2 separate regions of the Macaca mulatta genome follow, and region 1 is linked to region 2. A link is a contact called in public Hi-C data. All regions are on one chromosome and are shown on one strand. Each heading gives the region's core, a stretch centred on a gene start, on an enhancer-like site or on the middle of the called end of the contact. The rest is flanking DNA. Distances are from core to core; before and after follow the strand shown.

Evidence for each region. A called contact is a pair of places that touch in the nucleus more often than the background predicts.
Region 1: a contact with region 2 is called in a Hi-C map of blood, with 5 times the contacts expected there. The contact joins the promoter of TIMM10B here to the promoter of RRP8 in region 2. A contact is called at or near these places in 6 of 14 Hi-C or Micro-C datasets (CD4 T cells, blood, cortical neurons and 3 more).

What each region holds. Positions count from the first base shown.
Region 1 is chr14:59,301,440-59,307,006 of T2T-MMU8v2.0, reverse strand. It overlaps TIMM10B (translocase of inner mitochondrial membrane 10B), which reads left to right and starts at 2,382. Exons shown (of 4, transcript XR_013404052.1): 1 at 2,382-2,546; 2 at 2,638-2,733; 3 at 2,925-3,169; 4 at 3,717-3,935. ARFIP2 (ADP ribosylation factor interacting protein 2) reads right to left here and starts at 2,223. Exons shown (of 8, transcript XM_015114974.3): 1 at 2,114-2,223; 2 at 1,201-1,301; 3 at 853-949; 4 at 25-143. The coding sequence starts at 1,299.
Region 2 is chr14:59,178,200-59,183,660 of T2T-MMU8v2.0, reverse strand. RRP8 (ribosomal RNA processing 8) reads right to left here and starts at 2,992. Exons shown (of 7, transcript XM_015114959.3): 1 at 2,739-2,992; 2 at 1,200-1,563; 3 at 497-950; 4 at 274-403; 5 at 17-123. The coding sequence starts at 2,837. ILK (integrin linked kinase) reads left to right here and starts at 3,591. Exons shown (of 12, transcript NM_001195713.1): 1 at 3,591-3,725. The coding sequence starts at 3,637.

The sequences.
Region 1 (5,567 bases), core at 1,133-3,632, 120 kb before region 2:
AAGTGAGAGGTGCTCAAATCCTACCTTATAGGTGTTGATGCCCCATTTCTTGACGATGTCAAACTTTTCTCCAGCAATGCCCCGAGCCACCTCATCTCCAGGGCCAGCAGGAGTGGTGCTGTGAGATGGATGGCGGCCAGACCCTAAAGGATCAAGTTCTCTGACACCAGCCTCTCTCAGATACACCAGACACCTCTGTGGCCCCACCCATGCTTCTCTCCCAGCACATGAAATTGACTTCCCTGAAGGAGATGCTAGAGACAACTGGATTCTCCTGTTTACTAGGAGGAACTCGGACCTTGCACAGTGATAACCAAATCCTGATATACATATGGCCTCCTTGGAGGCCAGAGGAGGGGTTTGCAGGGAGTTGTTGGTGTATAGGGGCAGAGGAAACAGAAGAAAATACACTGAGTTTGGGGGCAGCAGGAGTCAAGGATGGTGGGTCATGATAACAAGAAACCTGGTTGCATTCCCATGTGGAATCTTAGTGTGAGATTCAGGGCTGTTTGTTCCTCTAAACTTTAGAATCTAAAAATTCTGAAAAGCCTCACAAAGTTCCAACTCAGCCTCAAGCTGTAGAGCGGGGGCATTCCTGTGAAGTAGGTCTTAACTTGACTCAGGTGGTGGCAGGGAAAGGACGAATGAGCCATTTCAGGGGCCAAGTGGCAAAAGGGAAATGGATGGACAATGCTGGGAGTTGCTTTTGGGCTGAGGAGAGTCCATGGGATTCCTACAAGCAGAAGTTCCTAAGATCTCCAGACATTATTCAAGCTTTCCTAGACATATCCTATGCTTCCCCAAACCATTCCTGTCCCCTCCTCCACCCAAGCTTCCTGTTTCTGTTCATACCTGTGGGGATGAGTCCATCACCAGAGCCCCCATAGCCACCAGACACAATGCTGGTTTCATTGAGGTTGGGTCCTGACACCATCACTTGCTGGAGGTCCTATAGGCCAGAGAAGAGGGGTTGCTTCAGGAACATAGGGACTGCAGAAGCATTTTGGAGGTGGGAACAAGTTTGGATTCAAGCATCATAAAGACACTACACAAGGGAAGTCTGCACAGAATCAAAATGATATGTAAAATTAAGGGAGTCAGATAAGTTCAGGGGAAGGCTACTGGAATGGAGGGTGAGAACCCAGGATTTATAAATTGGATTCCTAAATTGAAACAATTAGAAGAATCAAACAGAAGCACCTGCTCCAGCCCATCATCTTCAGGAAGCTGCCTGGCTTCACCGTTCCCGTGGATAGGGATCTCCATTGTGGCTGCCTTCCCTAGGATCCCGTCCGTCATGGCTAGGAAAGGTATTGGAGTAAAACTCTCCACCCCAGCACCCTGCAAAGCCCAACACAGAAGTTCTGGGCACTGGCCAGCACTCTAGAAGAAGGAAGCCTCCTCTGTCATTTCTTTAAAGGCTGTCCCAGGGTTTGAGTGTCCCAGCGTTTGGTCATCATTCCTTTCTTCAGGTATATGTATTTCTCCCCTCCAAAATGCACATTTGTACACAGGCACACCAAAGCACGGTGTCTTCTCACAAGCCCCCAACCTCACCAGGCCTCTGGTGATTATTCTACACTCATTCAGTCATTCAGCAGACATTTAGTGAGTGCCTACTCTGTGTCAGGTACTATTTGTGACAATGAAAATACAACAGTGAAGAGGGAAAGTAGCTCTCTTAGAACTTATCTCCATGCAGGCGTGTTTATGCTGAGCAGGAGATGGACCCTTTCCAGGGCTCAGGTCTTCACCCCCCATTCAGGTTTGTTCTCCATTGCTTGGCCTTTCTCACTCCTTTAGTGTTTCTTCCCCCTTCCTTCAGGGGGTCTCCCCTCCTACGTCTCATACAACTCCTCTTCCTTGGGCCCTCCCCACCAGGCCTTAGTTAGATCAGTTGGTGTATGTTCCCAGTCTCTGGCAAAAGCCTGTCTTTACCAGGATATCGGTGATCCCTTCCACAGTCAGTCTCCCAGGTATGTGAGTCCCCGCCCCCACCCCCATACACCTGGACATCAGGTGTGTCCTCATTCTTCCCCAGGGCTCGGGGCATCTTGCCCTCTGGACAGGTTTGTGCGTTCAACTTCCCGTCGCCCAAGCATGTCCCTCTCACCTCGGGCCGGGCCGCTCTTCCCCTCAGGGCGCCAGGCCCGGGCCGCGCGGGGACCTCGGGCTCCAGTTCCCGTCGCGATCCTAGCAGCAGGTCAGGGACTCGGCGGAAGTGACGTCCTCTCCGGGCAGAAGAAGCCGGCCACGTCGCAGATTATAAGGGCGGAAGTGACGTCGAAGCCGGGGCAGGGCGATACTCTAGCTTGGTTCTCGAGAGCAGCGAGAGGTTACTTCCGGGGCGGCACCGAGAAGCTGAAAAGGAAGTGGCGTAGAGCATGCGCCGGTGGCGTGATGGAGCAGCAGCAGCAGCAACAGCAACTGAGAAACGTGAGTGAGAACTAAGTCGTTTCGGGGCCAGACGTTCAGCTCGCATTCCTGCACACATCGCGGAAACCCCATAGAGCCAGGGATCTGAGGGCTGGAAACTTCGGGTTATGGTGCGCGGGCCTGGGAAACTTTGGGCTGCGCGACCTTGAGTAGAAGTGTGGGGCACATATCGCTGAGTTCGTGGTCCCGGTTTTCTCCCAGCTGCGTGACTTCCTGTTGGTCTACAATCGGATGACAGAACTCTGCTTCCAGCGTTGTGTGCCCAGCTTGCACCACCGAGCTCTGGACGCTGAGGAGGTGGGGAACTGTGTAAGGAGGTTACGCTGCAAACAGAGTTTAGCGGTAGACTGCTTCCCTCCTCACCCCACTTCCCCTACCTCTGGTCCTGGCCTTCCCAGACCCTCACCCCTAGGCTGTGCATGGGGAAGGAAGGAGGCGGGCCCGACAGGACACCTTTGTCCTCCGCTTAAACCCTATCTTCCTTCTAGGAGGCCTGTCTGCACAGCTGTGCTGGGAAGCTGATCCATTCCAACCACCGCCTCATGGCCGCTTACGTGCAGCTCATGCCTGCCCTGGTACAGCGCCGCATCGCAGACTACGAGGCTGTCTCGGCTGTGCCAGGCGTTGCTGCTGAGCAGCCTGGGGTCTCTCCATCAGGCAGCTAGCCATCTCCAACCCCAGGAGGGAAGGCCCTGGATGGACCCTCAGATTGAAGGACCCAGTGGACCTTAGGGTTGGTGAATCCTAAACGGAGAGAATTCGAGGTCGCCTGAAAACTGGCTGTCCTTGCTCCTTTTCCTGGAGCCAATATACTCGCTTTTTACTCTGTTTGATTTATATTCTGGGCAAGGAAGCTTTGCATACTTTATTGGCATAATCCTTTGTTCTGTCATTTAGCCATATCTGCTGGCTTCAGCCCTGGCAGCTGATAAGTTGTCTTCTATATGTAGAAGGAAAACCTGAGTATTTGCAGGCATCTGGTTAAAGCAGGGTCTGTGTGTACAATTTTAAAATGAGTAATATGTCAGGCTTTATCTTAGTTTACAACAAAACTACAAGTAAGCGGTATTAGCCTCACTAAATAGATGAGGAAGCAAGATTCCAGAATGTACCAGAAGGCCATTTGATACAAAAGGAGATTGGTTCCTGCCCAGATGACAGAAAATGGGAGCTCTGTCTAGTTGTCCTTAAGTCTGACTGACTTCAATGGCTTATAACCGTGAACCAAGTATTTGTTGGTTCATAACTGTTGTTTTGTGAACTATGTCTTATATGTCTAGAATTCTGCTGGATCTAGGGAAAGGAGAAGCTGTCGAAGTACAACGGATCAAAAAACCACAGGGCTTTTGGGCACTGCCTCCTTGAGAAGTTAGTGGCCACAGAAGAGAGATGAAACCTGTAAGAAGTCTGGAGTCTTGGAACTTCAGCCATTTCCCCAGGTTGTTACTTTCTTAGTTTGTACAGTCTTCTCAGGATGAGCAGTAAAACCTTTGAACCAAGGTCTGTGTGCTTGTCTTACGGGCAATCGGGAAGGGAGAAAGTTGGGGACCGTATTCTGCAATACAGCCAAATCTGAGGAAGAAAAACTGAAGGGGGAAGTAGATGGCAATGGTTATGATAAAAAGGATAAAACGAAATCTTCGGGACTTCCTTAATGCTACCTTAATGTTTCACTGCTTGTCTAGAATCTCCTAATTCCAGCTTTCCATCATCTGCCCCACATTGGTCTCATTGAGTACAATCCGTGATTTCTTTCTTTTTTTTTTTTTTTTTTTTTTTTTTTTGAGACGGAGTCTCACTCTGTCGCCCAGGCTGGAGTGCAGTGGCCGGATCTCAGCTCACTGCAAGCTCCGCCTCCCGGGTTCCCGCCATTCTCCTGCCTCAGCCTCCCGAGTAGCTGGGACTACAGGCACCCGCCACCTCGCCCGGCTAGTTTTTTGTATTTTTTAGTAGAGACGGGGGTTTCACCGTGTTAGCCAGGACGGTCTCGATCTCCTGACCTCGAGATCCGCCCGCCTCGGCCTCCCAAAGTGCTGGGATTACAGGCTTGAGCCACCGCGCCCGGCCCATTCTGTGATTTCTAATTCCAGCCTCTCCGTTCTTTTCTCATTATTGCCTCCCCCGCCCCCCAACTTTGTGTAATTTACTTCTGTATTCAGCAGCCTGAATAGCATATCATTCCATCACCCCATTTTCTTGCCACCCTTGGCCATCTTTTTGTATCATTCCACTTATTCTGTCTTTGCTATTTCTGCTAGAGAAAAACAGTTGTGTAATGAATGCCACTAAATATTCAAGGCCTCCAACCTTGACCTAGTCCTCACACCAGCACGCACCTTTATGGGTTCCTGGTCCATTTCCTTCTCTAATTACCATGGCAGTTATTTTACACCTTCACAGCTGTCTTTAATCCCATACCCCTCATCAGGTGACCCTGTTTCCTGTTTTAGAGGAATTGAAGCTCTTAGACATTGGTTTCCACAGTAATAATTTTAAAACTTCTTACAACTACCCACAAAGCAGATGTTCTTCCTATCTACAGAGCAGGAAATTGAAATTCTCAAGTAGGGTATTAAAGTGCAAATCTGACTTTAAAGTCCATGTTCATTTTAACACACCAGGCTGCCTCTTAAGATAGTATTTATTGAGCACCCACTTTGTGTAGGTTCTGATTTTGGTAGATGTCATGCTTTATCTTAATTTTTACCACAACTATAAGTAAGAGGTATTAGCCTCACTTAACAGATCAGGAAGCAAGAATCCAGAATGTGCCAGAAGGCCCTTTTATACACAGTTTCTTTTTTTTTGAGACAGTCTCGCTCTGTTGCCTAGGCTGGAGTGCATTGGCGCGATCTAGGCTCACCGCGACCTCTGCCACCTGGGTTCAAGCAATTCTCCTGCCTCAGCCTCCCAAGTAGCTGGGATTACAGGCATGCGCCACCACTAATTTTTTTGTATTTTTAGTAGAGATGGGGTTTCACTATATTGGTCAGGCTGGTCTTGAACTCCTGACCTTATGATCCGCCCACCTCAGCCTCCCAAAGCACTGGGATTACAGGCATGAGCCACTGCTGCCGGCCTATACAAATTGTCTTATTGAGAAAAGTGGTTCCAATCATGTTTTTTGCCCC
Region 2 (5,461 bases), core at 1,743-4,242:
TCCTGGGGGCTCTTACCCTGGCTTCAGTACTCGATTTGCCTCCTCTAAGAAGTCCCTGATGTTGGTTCCCATCAGTGAAAGGCAAAACACAGCCACATCCACAGACTCATCCTCCAGAGGAACCTGTGGAGAGTGAGAGTCTTGTATATAGCACACAGTGCAGAAGAAGAAAGCCAGCACTGAGACACCAGGATGGGAAAGGGGAAGGAAGGGTTAGAGATTAGCATACGGAGGTTGGGCCTAGAGCACAAGCCAGATAACATATAAGTTTACCTGGGCCATGTCACACACAGTGACCCGAGGATCCAGAGAAGCCAAGTCAAAGCAATGCACAGGGTTCCGGATGCTTGAAGCCAAGCGGCAATCTCCACAGCCGAAGTCAGCCACCACTAGGGATGCAGGCCTGAGAGTGGAAGGCAAGGGTCACATATTGGTCTGATCTGAGCCTATTACTGACCCACCACATGGCTTCTCACAGTGCCTGACCCCCATTCACCGCTGGCGAAGATCCCTGGCGATGCCGTCCACTGGCTGCAGTGGCCACTTCTTCACCTGGCTCTGGAAGCCGCGGTGGTAGACAAGAAAAGCCTCAGGGTCTTCCTGGAAGAGACGCTGTGCAGCACTGCTGGGCCCTGAGTACAGCTGTTCATTGAGGTAGCGAAATCGGGCGCCATCCAGCCGCTGTGCCATGCGGGCTCGCAAATCCGCTGCCCGAGCCTCATGGCTGTCTGTCCTGGAAACAGCAGGCACCTCTGTCTTCTCTGTGGGGGCCTCAGCTGGAGCCTGGCCTGGCACCTGAGGTGGCCGAAACTTGTTCTTATGTCTTCTTTTGTTCTTTTGCCGGTTCCGCCACTGCTTGCGGCTTAATGTACGAGGGGGTTTAGGGGAAATGGACCCAGGGCTTTGCTTCGGTGGATCATTTGTAGTACTACCCTTCCAGGCTTTGGGACCTGCAGGGAGGGAGATGGGAAGGTGCACCTGAGGCAAAATCTCTTACATTCAGGTCATGGCAAGTCATCCCAGCCATACCTCTGTCTTTGAAACAGTGACTGTGGCCTGCATAAAAGTACTTCTTATTGCCTGAGTACACCATTAACCTCAATCCTAATGGCAGTCAATAACCTCTGTTGTATGTAGAATCAGTTGACCTACTCCCTACCCCCGCCCCGACACACAGACATATACACATCCAATGGTACCTGTTTGGTCAACACCATCCAGGTGCTGGGCTGAATTTATAGGGGCATGTTTCTGGCACTTCCTCTTTCTTTTCTCTTTTTCAGCAGAGTCACTGCCAACAAGAGCCTGTTTGTGGCATTTCTTCTTCCTTTCCACTTCTTCCTCAGAGTCACTGCAAGGTGGGCCCTGTTTTTCACATTTCTTCCTCCCTTTCTTCCCTACTTCAACAGAGGCACTGGCAAACGATGCCTTTTGGGGGCATTTCTTCTTCCTTTCCTCCTCGTCCTCCTCAGAGTCACTGCTAGGTAGGCTGGGGGGATGCTGGGAAAGAGATGCTGCCTCTAGGGCCCGTAATGTGGCCAAGAGCTGGCGGCACTTGGAGCCCTGGGGGAAAACAAGGGGTGACAGTGGGCCTAAAGAGAATGGATGAGGCCTGGAGAATAAGAAGGGAGAGATGTCGACCTGATTCAGACTAGCAGAAGCAGCTGAATTCTTCCCAGTCAAGCCTGCCAGAACCCAGAAGAACTTTCACGTCACCACCCCAACTTCTGGGAAGCTGGAGAGCAGAGAAACCACCTATCCCACTTTCTTCAATGTGTAAATGAGTTAATAGAGGTTTTCCCAAAGGAAAGTGCTAAGGCCACAAGCAACAAGACCAAGGCCAGAGACCAGGAGTTCCAACCCTTCACCTTGAGCTTTTGCCTCCAGTTGATACATTCCCAAAAGAGGTAAGGAGGTTTCTGAACAGGAGGTACATGATCACACACGTATATTAAATATTTAACATGTCTCTAGCTGCAGTGTAGAAAAAAAACGGAAGGGGAGAAATTGCAGAGAGGCCAGCGGCTTGGACAATGGTAATGGGGCTAGGGGATGAAAAAAGAGGAAACAAAGTAGGTCGATTCCAAGTTGGAGGCAGACTGAAGCCTAAGAAAAGCCTGAGGAAGTACGGCCCTCACATCTGAGAGGCTCAAAGGAGAAGGTGTACTGTCGAGAAGGCTGATTCTGTGTTGCAGTCCTACTGGGTAATCCTAGGCCAGGCACTTACCTTGATTCTAAGTTTCCCACACCCTCCCTTGAACAATGATACTGACAACTCTTACTTTCTCCAATCCATTCTCCACACTGTAACCAATGACCCTTTCAAAATACAAATCTGAAGAAATAATTCCATTGCTTAAAACCTTTCATTGGCTTCTAATATATGCAAAACTTCTAATCTACCTCTTGAACTTGAACAGCATCCCTTCTCATTTACTCTGTATTCCAACCACAAGGATCACTTGTGTGTGTGACTCTAACAGAACATGCTGTCTTGCCCCAGGGCCCTTGTACGTACTTTTCCCTGTCTGAAGAACCCTCTTCGCTTCCCCAGCTTCTACTCAACAACTCTCTCTGACCCAACGTCAGTTTCTTTTGGAAATTCTCGGATCTTTAGATCAGGACTCGCCCTCAACGGTGCCACAGGTGTCCCTCCCTGCAATACACACAGCGCTGGGATCCACCAGCGTCTGCTTCGCGGCCTGAAACAGCTCCCATCGCCTCTGAGGGTCACTCACTTTGTTTTGCAAGGCGGCCGCAGGAGGAGGTCGTGAGATTACGGGCCCGAGGCCCGCGGCTACTGGGGCCGCCGAGGCCCACTCAGGCTCTTCGAACATGAGGGACCTGAGGGCAGGGTCGCGGAGTCCCCGATCTTCTCCACGTGCAGAGCTCTTCTCTGGGAGTCGCAGCGCTCAGACCCGCCAGAACGGAGCCGGAAACCAAAGCGTGACAGCCAGGGGTTGCTAGAGCGGCCGGCGCAGCGCAGCGAACCATCGAGTTCAGCCAGCCGCGGCTAGAAGGGCACGGAGGCGGTGGGAGGGGAGGGACGGAGGCCCGCGCTGCCCAAGAGCACCAGGGGCGGGGCGGGGCCGGCGTCGGGCTGCGGGCGCGGCCGGACGGGAGTTCCCCGGAGAAGGAGCCTGCAGCCCGAGTCCCGGTGAGTGCGAGAGGACCCGCGCCCCCTGCCCACGACTAGGGGTCCTGCCAACCTGTCACCCCTCACTTCTCCTGAGTTCCAAGTAAGGAACGGAGCCAACCCTGGGGAGGACCCCCAGTCCCCTCCCCCAGCGTATACGGATCCTGAACCTCCCCACTTCCCCCAACTCTATTCGCGGATAGGGTCTAGTTGCCTACTCTCGGACATCCGTTCAGGAGACACTACCTCTTAGTAGACACTACCTGCCTCCCCTGACCCCCCTTTACCTCGCGCCTAGAGGACACAGCCGGGCATCATCCCGCAGCCACAAACTCCTTCACAGACCCCCAATAGCCGGGGACGCAGCTCAGGCCCCTTACCCCCAACACAAACACTTCTCTCCTGTGGAGGATAAAGCTTGGGATTCATCCTCCTTCCCTGGATCACCCCACAGTCCTCAGGCTACCCTAATCCAGGGGACTCGGCGCCGGGACGCTGCTATGGACGACATTTTCACTCAGTGCCGGGAGGGCAACGCAGTCGCCGTTCGCCTGTGGCTGGACAACACGGAGAACGATCTCAACCAGGGGTGAGCTGAAGCGGTTGGTGGATGAGAGGAAGGCTAGATATCTCTTGGCTACGTGGAGTGGAGTGCTCATGTCTGGTGGGGGCGGCTGCCTTTGCTAGCCAGTGTAATGAGTGCTAAGCACAGCCTGTGGGGGGCAGAGGGTCTTCACAGAGGACGCAGTTTGAGCTGAATCTTGACTGCTGAATGAGAGTTTCACAGGCAGAGGCTGCAGAGAGCTTTCCAGCCTCAGTAAACTGCATGGGCAAAGACTAGGAGGCAAGGCACAGAGCAGAGAGAACAGGAAATTGTCTGGAGTTCCATATAGCTGGAGGATAGATGATCTCTGTGGGTCGGAGCATTGGGTACAAGAGGAGAAGAACAGGACATAAGACTGTAGAGGTCTGCAAGGATCAGCCAGATCATGCAAGCATATTTAGGCTATAAGAAGGTCTTTATTTTAAAAGCAAGGTTTTAAAGCTATGTAGTGACATAATGAGATTGTCCATTTTTCAGTATCATCTTGGATGCTTTGTGAAGAGCAGGTGGAAAGGAGGCAGTTGCCTAGTTCATCGTAGAAGTAATGATGTCTTGGACTAGAATTAGGGTGAGTGAAAAAGAGAAGTGATCAAATTCCAGAAGTCTTTAGGACAAAGAATTGTGGAACTTGGTGGGGAGTGAGTAAGGGCAAAGATGAGGACCAGGGTTCTGGCTTGGGAACTTGGATAGATGGTGGCTGTTTTTACTGAGATGGAGAAAACTGGAGGATGAGGCATTCTATTTTGGACGTGTTAAAGTTAAGGTGACAATGCAGCAAGGTAGAAATGTTGAGTGTGTTGTTGGTTACGCAGATTTGCAATTCAGGAGAGGAATCTGACTTGGAGATAACAGATTTGAGAGCTATCAGCATATAGATGATACTTGAAGCCATGGGTGTGAAGGAGAATGTCTCAGGAGAGTGGAAGGCAAGAGGTCAGGAGACAGGAAGCCTGCACGACTGAAAAGGAGCAGCTGTAAGTTGAAAAAGAAATAGGAAAATGTGTCAGTAAAGCTTAGAGAATGTTTTAATGAAGGGGAGGTGGTCAACAGCAGTTCAGGCTACTGAGAGATCAAAGAACATTAATATTTTAAAGTAGCCATTGAATTTACAATTGGGATTTTTTTTTTAGGTTCAGGGGTACATGTGCAGGTTTGTTATATGGATAAACTCGTGTCATGGAGATTTGTTGTACAGATCATTTCATCACCCAGGTATTAAGCCATAGTACCTATTAGTTGTTTTTCCTGATCCTCTGCCTCTTCCTATCCACCCCACTCTCGTAGGCCCCAGCGTCTGTTGTTCCCCTCAATGTGCAGTTAGGATGTATTTGATGATCTGTGAGTATTGTTTCAGAATAATGGGTGAAGAAATCAGACTACACTGGGTTCCTTCATTTAAGAAACTATGATGAACACCTTCTGTGCTGGGTGCTAGAGTCCAGAATCTGACATAATCTCTGCTCTCAAGACAGCAGATTTGTGGCAGATTGAAAAGTAGACCAGTTGCGGTGGCTCATGCCTGTAATCCCAGCACTTTGGGAGGCCGAGGTGGGTGGATCACAAGGTCAGGAGTTCGAGACCAGCCTGACCAACATATTGAAACCCTGTCTCTACTAAAAATACAAAAATTAGCTAGGTGTGGTGGTGTGCGCCTGTAATCCCAGCTACTTGGGAGGCTAAGCCAGGAGAATCGCTTGAACCTGGAAGCAGAGGCTGCAGTG